2 separate regions of the Ovis aries genome follow, and region 1 is linked to region 2. The links are chromatin contacts, called in public Hi-C maps. All regions are on one chromosome and are shown on one strand. The core of a region is the stretch at or near the end of the contact, and the rest is flanking DNA. Distances in the headings are between cores, read along the strand shown. Region 1 holds the start of ELK3 (ETS transcription factor ELK3). Region 2 holds the start of LTA4H (leukotriene A4 hydrolase).

Region 1 (3,060 bases), core at 557-3,056, 140 kb after region 2:
CAATCCTGCCCTTAGAAGCCCACAGTTAGTAAGAGTGAGAGATTCATAAACAAATAATCTTCAGAAAGACTGCAAAAATAAGAAACAAGCAAGTGGGAGAACTCTTAGAAAGCCACCCTTTGGAAAGCACACAGGCCCTGCCACCAGGAAATCTGACTTAATTGGTTTGGGCTGTGCATAGAGATCAATAGTGTTCAAAACACTCCCCAGGTGATTCTAAATTTAGCCTGGGCTGAGAACCATCCCAGAACCTTTTGAATCAGGAACTTCTGTGGTGCAGTTAAAACCCGTTTTAACAAGCCCCCTACATGATGCACTCTTAAGTTTGGGAGCGGCGGATCTGCGCTGCTCAGGAAGGAGAGGCGTGGACATGGAAGGGGCCAGAAGCTGAACAGTTGGGGCTGGAGCCCAGGACTGGGGTGGGGGATCCTTCCACCGGCCCCCTCCTCTAAGCCTCAGGGCAGTGGATGAGCTCCCTCGTTAGAGCCTGGCCTGAGCCTTTCGAGGCGGGTGTCCTTGTGGGAGAATAGTGTGGTGTGGGGTCCAGTTTTGAGACCACGGAGCCTTCCTCCGAAGCCTCAGTCCCTGGGCCCCAGGTCGCTGCTCATTTCCCTCTGGAGTCCCCTTAGCAGGCAGGAAAGGTCGGGCCGGGGGTAGGCCATAGCGAACGGCCAGACAGGGCTCTTCTGGAGAATCCTGGCTTCCAGTTTGTGGCTTCTCATCCTTTTCCCCCAAAGTGGGCCCCCTACTCTGAGCGCTGGCTTTTTTTTTTTTTCTCAGACAAAACCCGAGTCTCCTTTTTTGCACATGCAACAAACATCTTCTCCTCCTTAGCAATCACGCCCCCACCACGATCAAAGCAGCCCTTTGGCCCAGAGCACCGAGACCCCACTCCCAATGCCCCTCGGCCCCATCGCTCTTTCATCCCAGCTGACATTAAACAGCAAATCCAGCCGCCTCCCCACTTTGGGCCTCCGCGTCCAGACCAACCCGGCAGGGCAAGCCCCCACGGCGGCGCCCAGCGTAGTCCCCAGCCCAGGGACCCCCGGTGTGTGTGTGGGGGGGGGGGGGTTGGTTAGAGGGTGGGGAAGAGGGACCCCCCGGCCCCGGCCGCCACCCAAGGTCAGCCCCTGAGCGCGCCGGGGCAGCTCCTCCGGGTTTCTGGCCGACTTGCCCGCCCCCCCGTGGGGAGGGGCTGCGGCCACTCGGAGTCGCCAGGGGTCCGGAGGCTCCTCCCCGGGGGTGGCCGAGCAGGAAGCGGGGAGCGCGGCGGGCGGGGGCGCGGGCTCGGTGCGGGGCCCGGGGCGGCGGAGTATGCGCGGGCCTCGGCGGCCAGCCCCGGCGCACAGCCGCGGCCGGGGCGCGCGGCGCGGGGCGGAAAAGCCTGTTTACACAGACTGCACACCGCCTGGGGAATAATGCAGTAAAGGAAGTGAGCCGGCTCGGCCTGACTGCTCCAACTTCCTGCTCTCACACACACCAGAGGGGGGGAAGAAAAAAAAAAGAGGAGCGAGAGAAAGAAAAAAAAAGGGGGGGAAATCAGGATCTCATTACAAGAGCAACAGACCGTCTGCAGACGCCTGTCAGCATGGAAAGTCGGGGGCTTTCGCCTGGTTCCTCCTAGAAATTCCCCCGAAGAAGGATCTTGAAAGCTCCTCCACAACTGGGTAGGTAGTAGGGTTCGTGCCTGTTGCTCGGACACTTGCAAAGTTTCGTGGGGGTTGGTTTGTGTGTTGTTGTGTTTTTTTTTTTTTCCTTTCCTTTCTTCTGTGTGGTTTGGTGGGGGTGGGGCGGGTGGGCACCGCTAGGAGGCTGCAGGCCCGGGGGCTGCGGGGAGGCCGCGGGGAGTGGGCGCCGCGGGATGTTCCTGCGCCTGGGTCCGCGCGCGCCGGCCCCGGGGGCTGCGGCCACCCGGCGCGGGCACACCCCGCCCTGGGCTATGCTGCGAGCCCGGAGGAGGGGGCGCGCCGGAGGAGCGGGGGACGGTGAGACTTGGGGTACCCGGGAGGATCGGTGACTGGAGCAGGCTGCGTGCCTGGAGGCTGGACCACCGCTGACCTTCGAGGGGGGCTGGGACTTCCTCGGGGTTGCATTGGGTTACGGATGCTCGGATTCAGGGAGAACAGGGGTGGGGAGGGAAGAGGAGGGCGTGGGGAGCCGAACGGCGGGGCTGGGGGCCGCGTCCCCTCTGGCTCGGCAGGTGACCCCCAGCCCGGGTCGCCGCCCCAGGCGCACGCCCAACTGGACCTTATAAAGCCGGCAGTCATTACTGGACACGATTTGGGAGGAGGACCCGGCAGGCAGGCGATGGTCTTGGAGCCCCCAGCAGTTTGGGATGGGGCTCTTCAACTTGCAACTGAATGTTGGCCTGTAATGCTACTGTAACTTTAGAGGGTAGGAATCACAATTTTGGAGGGTTAAAAGACAAATCGGAGGTCTGGATTTTTGTTACGTTTTCTGAACCGAATCATCTTGAGGACAAGCTGCAGTTAGGCGGCGGGTGGGGGTGGGAGAAAGAAATGTTATTTCAGAAACTGCAAAAGGGGCTTTTTAGAAGAAGAAGAAAAAAAAAAAAGAAACGAGTGTCGGGAGAGTTTCTGGCTTGTCTGGAAACGGCAAGACTAATTGCCATGCGCTTCCGCTTTGAAACTGGCAGCAGACAGCATCTTGAAAATGACTCACTAGAGGAGCTCACAAAGAAACTGTGGTTTGCTCCTTCTCAGGTTTATATATTTGTGCCTTTTACAGTTTCCTTTGTAGTGTTCGAGGGGTCACCCGCCCCTTCCCCGCCGGCCCCCTCCCACCCTCCCGCTTTTGGAAGCCCCTGGAGGGTCTTTAACTCCCCCAGCACCCCAGCCGGGAGATGGGGGACGCCGGGAGAGGCTGAGTTGTTTTTGGAGTTGGCTGGGGAGAGGGTTAAAGGGATTCTGCTGCTGCAGGGGGAAAAAGTTCCCTGAATTTTCCACTGGCTGCTGCAGGAAGAGAGCCCCTTTAGTCATTGCTAAGTAATGTCTGCACACACACCAACTAATCTCATTAGGAGTTTCCGCTGCTCAGCAC
Region 2 (2,821 bases), core at 227-2,726:
CCATGGGGTCTCCGGGAGTCGGACACGGCTGAGCGACTTCCCTTTCACTTTTCACTTTCATGCATTGGACAAGGAAATGGCAACCCACTCCAGTGTTCTTGCCTGGAGAATCCCAAGGACAGCTGAGCCTGGTGGGCTGCCGTCTATGGGGTCGCACAGAGTGGGACACGACTGAAGCAACTTAGCAGCAGCAGCAGCAGTAGCTGTCACCACACTATGCAATATATGTGGCTAGTTTTCTTGTTCCTCTTTTTTGTAAAAATCCTTATCTTTGAAATTCAAATATTATCAGACACCTTGAGTAAGAACACTGAAAATAGGCTATGTTGTACAGATAAAATAATAACACTTCACAAAGCCAAACAAGTTTTTCATCATTCTGGTGGCTAGAGAGCTTGGAGAAGTCCTTATTTTCTAAGAAAGTGCAATATTACTTGCTGCTGGGAACCAACTATTAATCAAAGCTTGAATGTCCCACCCCTCCTTAAATTATTCTCAGAGAAGGGTGATAAGAAGCGAAGGTAGGAGGAACCATGAATCGGAGACAGCTGCACCTGGAGTTATAAAGCAGAGACTGAAAGTATTACAGCAGGGCTCGGAATTCTAGGGGGTTTTAGAACTGGCAGGGAGATGGTAATCGGTCATATCCTGTAGATCTGCAGGTTGAAATAAAGGGGCCTGGGAGGGAGAGGTGGGACTGAGAATCTGCAGGACAGAGGGCCTGAGACTTAGCTGAGGGTGTGGACTGAGGAAAGTGGGCTGGGGACTGGAAGAATTCTGGGGCCTGAGGAGGGAGTTCTGGGCTCCAGGCCGAGGAAATGGGGAGACTACAGGGGGCGGCTTTAGCGCTGGGAGCTAGGATTAGCGGGGAAAGAATTCCTGCTAAGATGAATCTTGAGGGCTGGGTGAGGAGCGGGGCGTGGAATGGGCACCAGGATGTGTCCAGGAACTGCGAAGGAGGCTTTGGGGGAAAGCAGTGCAGGAGAAGGCAGGTATACAAAGTGGGTAACGAAAGAATGCAGAGACTCCAGTTGGGTTGGGAGGGATTGATATGGGATGCGTAGGGGGCTGAAGACGGGGCACTGAGAAATGAGTGGAGGCTGAAGAGGAGGTGTACAACAAGGGTTGTGGGCTGCGGAGGAGCATCTACGGATGCGTGAAGCCGGCGGGGGGCAGGCACGAGGAAGGGGCCGAAGCGGGGTGAGAGACGGGAGACGTGTAGCCAGGGAGAGGCGGGCACCCGGGAGCATGTCCCACCGTACCAGGCTGCGCAGATTGTCCTCCTGGGACTGGACGGTGAGCGCGGCGGTCCCGGTCAGTACCCGGCGAGTAAAGTCGATGCTGCAACGCAGGTGCAGGTGTTTGGTCTGGCAGACGGACGCCGGGGAGGCCAAGGAGCACGTATCCACTACCTCGGGCATGGCTGTGAGGAGTCCCGATGCACGCGACCTGCACCCCAGCTCTCAGCAACCAGACTACTCCGCTGAGCGCGAGAGAAAGGGAGAGTGAGGTAAAGAGAGGAGGAGGAATTCGCGGCGTCCGCTGGGAAAGGAAGTTCTTTGAAGTCAGCAAAGAGTAGGGTGTGGCATTGGTGGAACTACAAGTCCCATGGTGCAGTGCGACAAGGCGTGCGCTTTGCTCTCTGGGAGTGTGTGTGTGTGTCGAGGGGTGTAGAAGTGGATCGATAGTTCTCCCAAAGTGGGAGGAGGGGAGAAAAGGAGGGGAATGGAAGTTAGAGGAAGGGTAAGCAGATGGAAATAAGTGAAGGCTTTTATTTTAGTTCCATTCAACTTCAATGGAAGTTGCAATAGCAGTAGAAGAAATGTCAGGCCTACTGATGGTTATGGGTCATGAGAGGGGCGGGGTAAAAAGAGATAAGGGAACTGTCAGAGGCAGACTTCTTGTGCAATTCCTCGTTAGTATAGTGGTGAGTATCCCCGCCTGTCACGCGGGAGACCGGGGTTCGATTCCCCGACGGGGAGGTGCTGGAGCTTTTCGTTTTTTCCTTGCAGGGTTCATGCAAACATTTCAAAGGCTACTGTGAAAGAGTCAACATCAAGGTTTATATTTAAAAACCGTTTTGTGTCTGCTTTCCATGTCAGCAACCTCGTATGTACATTTCCAGGCCCTAGAGATCAAAATGAAAATAAACCACATTCTCATCTTAGAAGCTTAGAACGATTACCTCAGTATACTGCAGTGAGAGAATTCTATGATAAAGGTGTGCAGTGGGCGCATAGGGGACACAGAACTGGGGCATACTGAATGTGGGGAGGGGGTGAAGGATGACTCGCCTGAAAAATGAAACCTCAGAGTTGAAACTGGGAAAATTGGAGAAGAATGTGTCTCGAAGGACTTTGAACAGCTGGACCTTTAATCTTGAATGCGTGAATGGAGTACTCACAGAAGAATTTTAAGCAAGGGAATGACATGGTCAGACTCATGTTATTAAAGGAACACTGGTAGCATTCAGAGAATGACTGTGTGTATGTTAGTCTCCTATCTGACTCTTTACGACCCCATGGACTGTAGCCCCTCAGACTCCTCTGTCCATGGGATTGTCCAGGTAAGAATGCTGGAGTGGGTTGCCATGCCTTTCGCCAGGGGAGCTTCCCTACCCAGGCATTGAACCTGGACTTCCTGCATTTCAGGTAGAGTCCTCACAGTCAGAGCCACCAGGGAAGCCCCAGAAAATAGGGATGAGGCATCAAAACCAGAGTCAGGAGATTTGGAAATGGCCAGGCTTCCCTGGTGCCTCAGATGGTAAAGAATCCGCCTGCAATGTGGGAGACCTGGGTTCAATCCCTGAGTTGGGAAGATC

What was found. Hi-C and Micro-C count contacts between places; a contact is called where the count stands out from the background.
Region 1: a contact with region 2 is called in a Hi-C map of skin fibroblasts, with 1.7 times the contacts expected there. The contact joins the promoter of ELK3 here to the promoter of LTA4H in region 2. A contact is called at or near these places in 9 of 16 Hi-C or Micro-C datasets (blood, hypothalamus, liver and 3 more).

The regions. Positions count from the first base shown.
Region 1 is chr3:166,029,842-166,032,901 of ARS-UI_Ramb_v3.0, forward strand. It overlaps ELK3 (ETS transcription factor ELK3), which reads left to right and starts at 1,807. Exons shown (of 6, transcript XM_060413074.1): 1 at 1,807-3,060.
Region 2 is chr3:165,889,403-165,892,223 of ARS-UI_Ramb_v3.0, forward strand. LTA4H (leukotriene A4 hydrolase) reads right to left here and starts at 1,477. Exons shown (of 19, transcript XM_012174832.4): 1 at 1,263-1,477. The coding sequence starts at 1,421. TRNAD-GUC (transfer RNA aspartic acid (anticodon GUC)) reads left to right here and starts at 1,911; the gene lies at 1,911-1,982.